Regions from separate parts of the Zea mays genome. Here region 1 is linked to region 2. A link is a contact called in public Hi-C data. All regions are on one chromosome and are shown on one strand. The core of a region is the stretch at or near the end of the contact, and the rest is flanking DNA. Distances in the headings are between cores, read along the strand shown. Region 1 holds the start of LOC100277526 (Protein LHCP TRANSLOCATION DEFECT). Region 2 holds the start of LOC100281676 (mitochondrial protein).

Region 1 (5,281 bases), core at 141-2,640, 180 kb after region 2:
TTAGTTTCCATATTTAACAATTTAGGGATTAAAATAAAATAATATTGAGGGACTAAAATTAGTCTCTAGAAACCAAACACTCGCTAACTAAGGTGGTTTTTGGTTCTCCATAGATCTTCAGAAGTTACGTACTGCACAATCCAAGACAAATTATATTATTAACTTGTGTGTGAGGTTGTGGCACAAAATCTAATACAAAATCCAGAGCCTGAGATTCTAAAATTGAGACATGAACCAGACACTACCTAAACAAACGGTTCACGGTTATCCGAGAGTACCATGCGAGGCCCATTATCTGAGATTTTGGATGTTTGCAAGAAAACTCTGTCGGAAGTTTTCTTTGTAGGTCGTACGGTCTTTGGCTCTTTGCACAGCCAAATTTGCATCTGCAGCTGTAATCTAGAGACAAAACAATATAAAAATAGTAGAAACTGGTACGGATTAAAACCAATCAAACATGTTATTTGGGAGTAGACTGAGCCATTGCATTGATGTAATGTATTGGTCTAAACCAGGCTCGCGTTCAAGCTGTTCATACGCATACATGGTTGAACTCAATGTCCCAGCACTGACAACAGTCACCAGGAGATACATGACTAAAACACACCCACACCACTACAGTAGTCGACATACAGAGAATGAGAGAACATGCTAAACATGGTCCACATGCGAACATGCCAGAGCCATGGACCCTCATGGCAGCCCAGCTGCGCAGCAGCGCAGGTATCCTTTTCCGGGTTGAGGCACAAGACAGTATGCCAGACAGTGTTGTATGGTACTATGTCCCAGTGTGGTCTCGAACAGACCAGCCTTTCGCACACGCCCTTTACAGTTTATTATATGCGGCTTAAGGTTATTTAGGAGATGGAGCCGTTGGCTATCTCCAACAGATCCTAACTCATCTTCTATCTTATTTACTATTTTCAAATTTATCTATACAAATAGTGTCAAACTGTATCATCTACAGTTTCACGTTTCCTATTTTACACAATCTACTGAAAACAATCTTATAGTAGTAGCTCCTCCCAAACAACTGTACTTCTTTATTGTTGTTGTTGTTGTTGTTGTTATGCTGAAACTCGTCTTTAAACAACTTCGCATGAAAAAGTGTTTAATACTATGAAGAAACCGGAGCCGGTTTTCGTTTTCCAGGACGGGGAACGGTAAATTTTACCAGTTTCCGGTAAAAAAAACCGGACGAGAAGTTTACCTCTGCTTCACACTGGTTCTGATCCAAACAGCCTCGATAGACCTGAAGCTTGAAGTCCTCTCTGATCCACAACCTCTCACATAATTTTGCTATATCTCACACCAAACCTGACGGCCCGACCCAATTTGAGCTTCACAAAATTTTGGCCAATGGCCATCCTCCCAACCTTTCCTGTAGGACAGAAAAAAAAAGACACTTTGTATCTCTCCTGCACTTCCTGGATATCTGCCGTGCTGTCTTGCGCCACCAGAATACCAGATTAAAAAGCAGCTGAGAGATTCATAATTCAGGCAGTGATCATCACCTAGTTTTGCCATACTCTTGAGGCGTCCATATAAAACAAGTGCAGGACCCAAACAGTTGAGTTCAGCAGCGGCGTGTTAACTTATCCACTCCCTCGGCACTGCAGCTCAGTGCCCTTCCCAGCCTCTCGCTCTCCCGCCGACGCGCACGTCCTCCGCGCCGAGCCCAGAGGCAGACAGAGGACGCGGCCATGGCGTCCATCCCGTGCACCTTCCAGCTGAGCACGGCGGCGTCGAGGAGGGTGTCGCCGCGGGTGGCGGCGCAGGGGAGAGGCCAAGGAGGAGGGGGAGCGGTGCTGAGGACGCCGCTGCTGGGCGCGGGGAGGCGGGGCCTGGGGTGGCTGCGGCCGTCGCGGTTGAGCCGCGTGGTGCCGGCGAGCGAGAGCGGGCGGGCGGGTCCCACCTGCTGGTTCAAGTTCGGCAACAAGGACGCCGAGGGTGCCGGCATCTACGGCAGCCAGGCCAGGGACGACTTCGACCGCGACGACGTCGAGCAGGTAATCTTAACTAAGCTCCTCCTGCATTGTCATTTTTTGCCGGGACGCATTTGCGTTGCGTCGTCCGTGGATCACAGAGCATATGTGTAAAACCGCCCCCCGGCGATTGACGACAACCGCAGTACTTCAACTACATGGGGATGCTGGCGGTGGAGGGCACCTACGACAAGATGGAGGCGCTGCTGAACCAGGACATCCACCCCGTGGACATCCTCCTCATGCTGGCAGCCTCCGAGGGCGACCGCCCCAAGATCGAGGAGCTGCTCCGCGCCGGCGCCAGGTTCGACGTCAAGGACGTCGACGGCCGGACGGCGCTCGACCGGGCCACCGACGAGACCAGAGAGTTCATCCTCGGCTTCGCCGCCAAGAAGGCCTGAACGACCATGTGCAGGTCAATCGTGCCCGGTTCTTCTGGACATTTGGCTGCATGTAACTAAATTCTTCGTTTTCTGGAATCGGTGGAGTGTTCAACCGGGGGTGAACAAGCTGTTTGCAGAGGTAGCTTTCCGTAGTCAGCTGTATTCTTACTGAAGACTGAGGGGTGTACTGCGACCTGCCAAATTGCTCAATAAGGTCATGCTTCGTTAAGAGCTGCCAATTACTGAAAATCAGAGCCGCCGCTCAATCGCCAGCTTAGCACTTGATGTCTTTACTGTTTATTAATGCAGAGATTTGTTTCAAGACAGCACGGGGCCTTAAACAGAACATATGGGCTAGCAAAGTTCATGCCACTACCAGCATCGCATAAACTGTGGTAAAATGGGGAACTTCTACAGTACACACATTCAGGTTTCTAGCATAAGGTGCCAGCCTGTATAGTGTATACATGAAACCGGGTCTCTGAAGATAGTTAACTACAGGCTGTACGCCGCAAGCCTGCAAGCTAGCAACTGAACGTCATGAGACACCAAAACATTGCGAATGTCCATTCTCCTAGCTGAAACAAAAATGCACATCCAGATTACAATGCCCTTCATCATGCTTTTATTCGTCAGCTTAACTACTCTGCTCATGAGCACACAGGTTTACATAGGCTTTCTCGCCCAAAGATTCAGTAAGGGGGTACCCTCTGTCACTACGCCTGCACAACGAACACGATATAAACCTCTATAACCCCACTATGAATCCACCCAATCCTTATTCATTTCCTGTTGTCCATGCCCGTTTTGCTATACTCCTGTATGGTTTGTCAATGTCCCTAACTACAAAACGTGAGGTAAGTGGCAGCTGTACTTTAACTTGGGATGCGAGCGGAGAGCTTGCTGCAGAGCTGTATCCACAGTCACACCCTCACGGAACAATTTATCGTACATCAGGCACATGAACTGAGCCAGGTACTCCTCATCATCCATGTCATGGTTGCCACCTTTCTCCACGTCGCTGTCCTCCCAGTCACTTACAGGGCTAACAGGTTCAGGTTCCGATTCATCGGCTTCTTCATCCCCGATGACAAACTTCCCATTCTCTAGGCTTCCATTGACATCCATCCCATGATAGACTATTGTCTGGGAATCCGGAGGCTCGATGGACGATGAGATGACTGCTTTGGCGCCACAATCCATGAATGCCTTCACCAGGCCATGAGCGAGGCCATACTTACCGCTGCATACAATGATTCTCTCCCTCCATGCTCCAACCTGGGACATCATATATGTAAGTAGTCATAATGCCGTAAGCTTAATGATATGCGAAGAAGCACAACAGATAAGCAAGATAGTGCAGTGTGCAAGTAAAAAAAAACATATTGAGCCCTACTTTTAAGCTGCCTTGGCCCAGGAAACAGGTTTCTACTAGCCTGGCAGGGATTAAAAAAATGAGCTCGATCACATGTATTTGGATAAGAAGTGGTAGCAGAGTCTAATCAAAGAGGTGCGCAGAGGATAGTTTGGTAGCAGCAATTTCATTTTAGACACAACCAGCAAGTTGGGAGAGTGACTGCGGAAATAATTCAATTTGCCTAGTGTTTCTCCATGGCCAAATTTTAGCTAACCAAACCAATACAGTGCCATAGGGATGATTTCTACTTGAACCCCTTTCACAATTTTCCTACGACACAGATTTGGTTGCCATACTTGGCCACTTTCACAGCTGGCATGTGACCTGATGAATCAGTTATGGCCTTAACATAATTATGAAGACCAATGCATTCATGCTGCGCAAATTGACCTACCATCCATCGAACATCTTCAGGTGCCATGTGAACAGCAGGCACTGTCCTCCTAAACATATATGCGCCAATTTCTTGGTTATCTTCCATTACCTACGAAAAAAGATAATTAAGTATGCATAATAATGACCTAGTTGGAAACAAGGAGCCAGAAAAAGCAATTCCTACTTGTGTTTGTCGACCTATATAGCGGTGGTGTATCCCACCGATTTCAAAAGATGGACATTCAGCAACCAGCTCAGATAAACATGAAATCTTGGACAAGGAATATGCACCCTTTCTATTACGCCCACGCAACAAGGTTGACAAGCTAGTTTTGACAGATTGCAGAAATCTGTCTGCAAGTTCTCCGGGTTCAGCAACCACAAATACATCATTCTGCCAACTGCAACAGTAGTTTTGTGTCACAGGCTCATAACTATAAACCAGAAACAAAGAAAATGCTGAAGCATGTGAAAGATACCTCAATACTGAACCGGTTGAATCATTTTGAAGAGCCAGGTGTATTACACCAACTTGAGGCATATTCTGCAGTTTATCATACAATGACCGAACATGTGCTGATGGCTGCCTTGACTTCAATGGTGATGTTGGTGGTGAGGACTTTGTAGTTGGGTGGCCATCCAAACTAAGTGGTGGAACTAGGTCAATTCGACCGATCCGTTGAGTGCCATCTGGACTATATAGAAGTGGACTAGATGGGAAACTTCCAGTAAACAAGGGAGAAGTTATCGGGGTAGGAAGTGCAGTGGCTGGTTTCCCAAACCCAGAAGCACTATTCATTAGAGCTAACCTAATACCATTCTGGGAGCAGAAAGATTCAAGGGAGCGTGCATGATTTATTTTCTTCCCGAAATCAGGACTAAAGGAAGCCTCGACAAGTAAAACCACACGCCTCCATCCTAAGGTAGGATTACTTTCGCTGAAACCTGTTAAGAGAGGATAAAAAAAACATATCAACAAGGTATTCTAAATATTTTTTTAAGAAATGCTGAATTCTGGGAGAGACAAACCTTGATTTAGTGATGTCAGCCTTGAAAATGAAAGGGATTTGTAAATATCAGATGACTTTTCTTCCTCTTGGTACCTTGGGACCAGAAGCTCA
Region 2 (5,401 bases), core at 2,896-5,395:
CCAATAGTTTCTTGCTTGTTATGTACAGTAACAAACACTTTTTGTTTTAGCGTATAATTTGATTTGTATGAGATATTAAGGTCGATAATAATATATTTTTGTTAGTTTTCATATAATCGTTATGCAGTAACATTTTATCAATAATATGTATACCGTTGCAATGCACGAGCATCGAACTAGGGATGCTTTACCTATCATTAAAGAGTTTATATTGACTCTTTAGAGAATTTGTGTGATATTGATAATGTTTGTTCAACATCAGTTCGATCTATTTAGATCGGCGTATTTATAATAATATTACGGCGTATTTTGCTACACATATTTTGTATATTAAAGTGATGTATGTTGTTCCGTATATATGTTTTATACTATTTTTTTACTCTCGTGGCAACGCACGGGCATATACCTAGTGAACCCATTATGGATGGACAGTGTTATAGAGAAACTCAGGGACACATTTGGTGTGTCTCCCACACGGGTAAACACCATCCACTATCTCTATAGCAGGGAATTATGTTTGGCCTCCCTCTGCCAATCTAGTCATGAACATGTCCTACTTTTAGCTCTGAATTTTGATGTGTAGTACATGGTGATGTGTTCGGCGGATGTTGTCATCGTTTCCATGGGTGAGAATGTATGCGTTTTGTACATCAAAGGATGAAGAAATGGGACAACTTAACAAGTTTTTCGATTCAAGCCGACTTTGATACAGTTTTTATCGGCTTGAGCTTCTCTGATGCACCTAATGTCCACACATTGTTCATAGAAGCTCTTTTTTCTCTTACAGAGCTATTTTTTTGGAAATGGAAATATCATTCCGGCCTTTTGCATTTTCATGCATACAACCATACAACTCAAATAATATATCATCCCAACAATTTGTGGATCAAACAAACTTTAACTTAAAACATGATATGGAATAAAAGATCACAAACACTAAACCGCGTCAATCCTTGTATTAGACCGCCACCCGTGACTCGCGAAGACCTCCATGGCCACCACCTCCAAAGACTGACACACGACAAGGATTTGCTGTCGTGTTTCTTCCTTTTATAGGAGTCTTCAAAATCTGAACCAATGTGTACCTCTGAAAATCACCTGTATAATTGACGGTATATAGTTATGATTAAACACCACATCATTACGGCAAAGCCAAATCGACCAAAACAAAGCCGCAACGCCAGAAAAAGCAGCTTTTTATGCATACAACCTTTGTTGGATTCCCAATCCCCTATAATATGATTAATATTAACGGGTGGGTCTATTTTTAAAGTAAAATAATTAATTCTCCAAACAATTTTAGCTATGTAGCAATCAAAGAAAAGATGTTGTATGTTCTCGTTCTAATTACAAAAATTGTACTTCAGACTTCCTCGCCATCTACGTTTGGCTAAGTTGTCTTTGGTTAGGATCAGGCCCTACCTAGATACCAAAGAAAGATCTTAATCTTAAGGAGTAATTTCAACTTCCAAAGCAAACATCCACGATTATAATTGGGGGTACTAATTAAATTATAGTACATGGATCGGGTTGAGAAAGTCTCATTCCTATGATCTCTCCACACAAAAGTGTCCCTCACCGGAGTCCGATTAACCGTAGCCAGTAAGTGTATCATGATATGCTATTATACAAGCTTAATTCCAACAATAGATCTACGGAAAGAAATATTTAGATTTTCATGTGACAAGCACTTCTGCAACCAGCGAGGTCTTATTGCGCACTATATTAAAAATGTTTGGGAAATGCTCTCTAAGAGGATAATTATTAAGCCATTTATCTTCCCAGAATCTTGTTGCTTGTCCGTTCCCCACCTTAGAATATTCCTACTTGAGAAATTTATCCTTGACGTTCATTAGACCGCACAGAAATGAGAATTACCCGGTTTTCTGGCAGCTTGTGTTAGGGATTTGTCTCTCAAGTATTTGTTTCTTAATAGACGTTGCCACACACCATCTTTATCGAGTATTTTAAAAAGCAATTTGCTGAATAAACAAATGTTCTTTATGTCAAGATTGATGACTCCCAGCCCACCTAGCTCTTTAGGTTGACAAATGATTTTCCATTTGACTAGTCTATATTTTTTTTATGATGTTCTCCTTGCTAAAAGAATCTGGACCGAATAGCATCTAGCTTCTGTAGCACACCGGCCGGGTTTTCGAAGAAAGACATCATAAAAATGGGTAGGCTACTTAAAACAGAATTAATCATAAAAAGTTAATTTGTTTTGTTTGGTCGGCTCCAGCTCCTGACGCTGCAGTAGTGACTAGTGAATAATCAGAAACAGATGAGCTGACGTGCAGCAAAAACATGCAGCAACCGAGCGATAGGATAACAGTACCGACGAGAAGGCCTAATAAATTGTTCCTATGGCCTAGCTATTTATTCCCGTGACCTATTTCGATTCCTTTCTCCAGAAATAAAAATGATCCATGGAGGAAACCTAAAGAATACAGTACTATGCTACGCAGCTTTCTCTGCTACCTCCTCCTCATCCTTGTCCTCTGTTGCGTCCTTCTCCTCCTTTGTTTCTTTTCTCCCCCTCCGTCTCTTCTCCCGGAGGAACTCTGCAAGAATCCCGAGGGCCACGTCACCGTTTTCGCTCCGCAGCAGCATCTCGGAGACCTCGGCCGGCGTCACCTCCACCGCCGAGAGAAGTTCTTGTATCTCCGGGAACATCTTGTGGTCGTCAACGAGGAAGTAGTTTCTGGCCAGAGTTTTGAAGGCCTCCCACCCGCAGTAGCCCATGTAGACGTGCATGTCCATGCGGCCCGGCCGCAGCAGCGCCGAGTCCAGGCGGTCCTTGTAGTTGGTGGTGAAGACGATAATGCGCTCCTCGCCGCACGTGGACCACAGCCCATCGATGAAGTTGAGCAGGCCGGACAGGGTGATGCCCCTGGCCTTCGGGGGAGCGACTCGCGGCTGGGCCCAGTTTTCGTCCGAGGAATCCGATCCCGATCCCGATCCCGATGAGTAGTTGGGGTCCATGTCCAGGCCGTTCCTGGACGCGGCAGCGTTGTCGAAGCAGCAGTCGATGTCCTCGATGACGAGCACTGACTTGTTGGGCATGTGGATGAGCAGCTTCTGCAGCGCCGAGTTGAGGCGCACCTCCGAGAGGTCGAGGTCGTAGAGGTTGAAGCGGAGGTAGTTGGCCATGGCGGCGACGAGGCTGGATTTGCCGGTGCCGGGCGGGCCATAGAGCAGGTAACCGCGCTTCCACGCCTTGCCGATGCGGCGGTAGTAGTCCCTGCGCTTCAGGAACCTGTCGAGGTCGTCGACGACGGACTGCTTGAGCACCGGGTCCATGGCGAGCGTATCGAACGTGGCCGGGTGGTGGTGGTTGATGCCGTGCCACGAGCGCCCCTCGTTCATGAAGATCCTAAGCGCGCGGTCCCGCAGCTGCAGCTGCTCCGCCGTGGACATGACGAAGGGAATGTACCGCTCCAACGCCGTCTCGGTGTGCTCGGCGTCGAAGCTCACTTCCAAGGACTCGCGGGGCCGCCCGCCGCCGCCCTTGCCCTTCTTGTCGTCGCCGCCGGTCTCGACGCAGTTCCACGTAAACTCGACGCCGCCGAAGACGTCGACGGTGGAGCCCCCGGGCTCCATGCACAGGAGCGTGTTCCACCTGCCGCTGCCGTCGGGCTCCTTGGTGCGGGAGCGCGCGAGGCAGAGCCGGCGCATGGCGCGCGGGTCGATCCGGGTGGCCACGTACGCGCGCGCCGCGTCGAAGAGGTGGTTCTCGCTGTAGCCCGTGTCGAACTGGTGCCGGATGACGATGGTGTGGCGCTCCTTCTCGCCGCGGCCGAACCGGGCGCGCGCGAAAACCGCGCACCACCGCGCCGCGGCGCGCAGCTCGTCGGGCAGCAGCTCCCGCGCCATGCTTCGCGCCATCACGGCGTACGCCGCGGCCGAGGCCGCCGTGGCCAGCGCCGTCTTGTACGCGTCGAGCACCCTCCCGCCGCCCTGCGACGGGAGCAGCGACGCCGCAACGGCTGGCGCGGCGGGCGAGGTCAGCGGCAGGTGGTCCATGTCTAGGATTAGCTGCTAAACTCGGTGCGCTGCGTGCAGTGTGCTTCTCCTCTCTGTAGCGATGGGATCTGAGATCGCAGAGGTGGCCGTGTGTGCCCACTCACTGTTTGGCAGATGGCTGTTCTTGTTGCCTTGTAGGATTGCAGGGCCATAAAAGCTCTAGGTCCGATGCACTGCATGTTCTTGCGAGTTTCCTGGAAGGGACGGGGTTGACTCCCAAGTCTCCTCTTCGGCTATGTCCCAGACCCAGACTGTTGGGTGTTGGCTGGCCCCGTGGTGGCCCGTCTGCACTTTTGCCCCTCGGGCTATCCGTAGCGCTTGACGCTCGGCGCCCCCTTCCCTAAACCTGTTCGCGTATAGCACTCTATGGGTGAACCAAGCGCTACTTCCTACCCTTTTCCCATGCTGCGGCAGCTGCACTAGTGTTGGGAATATGGACTGAACTTTTCGAGTCAGTACCAGCACGGCTCAAAAATAAAAGACCAAAATACGGTCCAACACGAAATAATATGGGCCGGGCCTCAAATTCCGGCCCGTCGGACTCCCGGCACGACCCGTATAGATGGCCCAGGCTTGGGCCGACACGACCTAATTAAACCCAATCTGTTTAATTTTTTTAATTTAGTAAGATATCAACTTTATATTGTTGTTATATTTAGAGTTTATGTGGTCAAATGATGCTAGAATTGTTTAATATCTCTAATTTAGTAAGCTACGAACCTTATATGGTTATAATATTTTGATTTTATGTGGTCAAATATACGGGCCGGGCTTGGGCCGACACAGCCCAACGAAGGCACGACGTGGTTTAGGTCCGGACTGGGCCACTGTTTTTGTACTTCGGGCTGGCACGGCACGACCCAAAAGTTTTTGGGCTTTTTTAGCCCGAACTCGTTTGGCACGAAGCACGATGGGCTTAGGTCGGGCTGGCCCGGTCCAATTCTCAGCACTGAGCTGCACACATCATCACGCCAGAATAAGGGGTGCCCATTGTCATTGTCTCGAAGTTTGTGTATGCTATTATTTGTTGGTTAGATAAAAAATAATGTTGAATGATGAATAAGTATGAAAATAATATTTTATAGCTATAATGAGGTATGGGGAATAATTTATGGAGAACCGGTGCGGGTTGAGAAAAAGTATATAGTGCAATTTAGATGATGTGACTGCATAGTAAAGTATAGAGAGAATAGAACGCATGCAACACCTAAGGTTAAAAAGCAAAAAAAAAAAGAACGCACATAAGGATAAAAGCAAAAAAAAAGGCGGGAGGCCGAGCGTCAAGTATATATGAGGTCGGTGCCAGAAGTCACGGTGCCGACCCCTGACATGTAGACGTCAGATCAGCGTATCTAAATAAGATCACGATGCCAAT

The links. A called contact is a pair of places that touch in the nucleus more often than the background predicts.
Region 1: a Hi-C map of ear shows a contact between it and region 2, with 2.9 times the contacts expected there. The contact joins the promoter of LOC100277526 here to the promoter of LOC100281676 in region 2. A contact is called at or near these places in 5 of 25 Hi-C or Micro-C datasets (ear, endosperm, leaf and 1 more).

The regions. Positions count from the first base shown.
Region 1 is chr7:162,615,075-162,620,355 of Zm-B73-REFERENCE-NAM-5.0, forward strand. It overlaps LOC100277526 (Protein LHCP TRANSLOCATION DEFECT), which reads left to right and starts at 1,391. Exons shown (of 2, transcript NM_001151059.2): 1 at 1,391-2,009; 2 at 2,132-2,715. The coding sequence starts at 1,704. The coding sequence ends at 2,386. It overlaps LOC100272617, which reads right to left. Exons shown (of 18, transcript NM_001359664.1): 14 at 5,190-5,281; 15 at 4,640-5,105; 16 at 4,345-4,561; 17 at 4,180-4,269; 18 at 2,927-3,646. The coding sequence ends at 3,212.
Region 2 is chr7:162,431,199-162,436,599 of Zm-B73-REFERENCE-NAM-5.0, forward strand. It overlaps LOC100281676 (mitochondrial protein), which reads right to left and starts at 4,146. Exons shown (of 1, transcript NM_001154596.3): 1 at 2,297-4,146. The coding sequence starts at 4,026. The coding sequence ends at 2,461.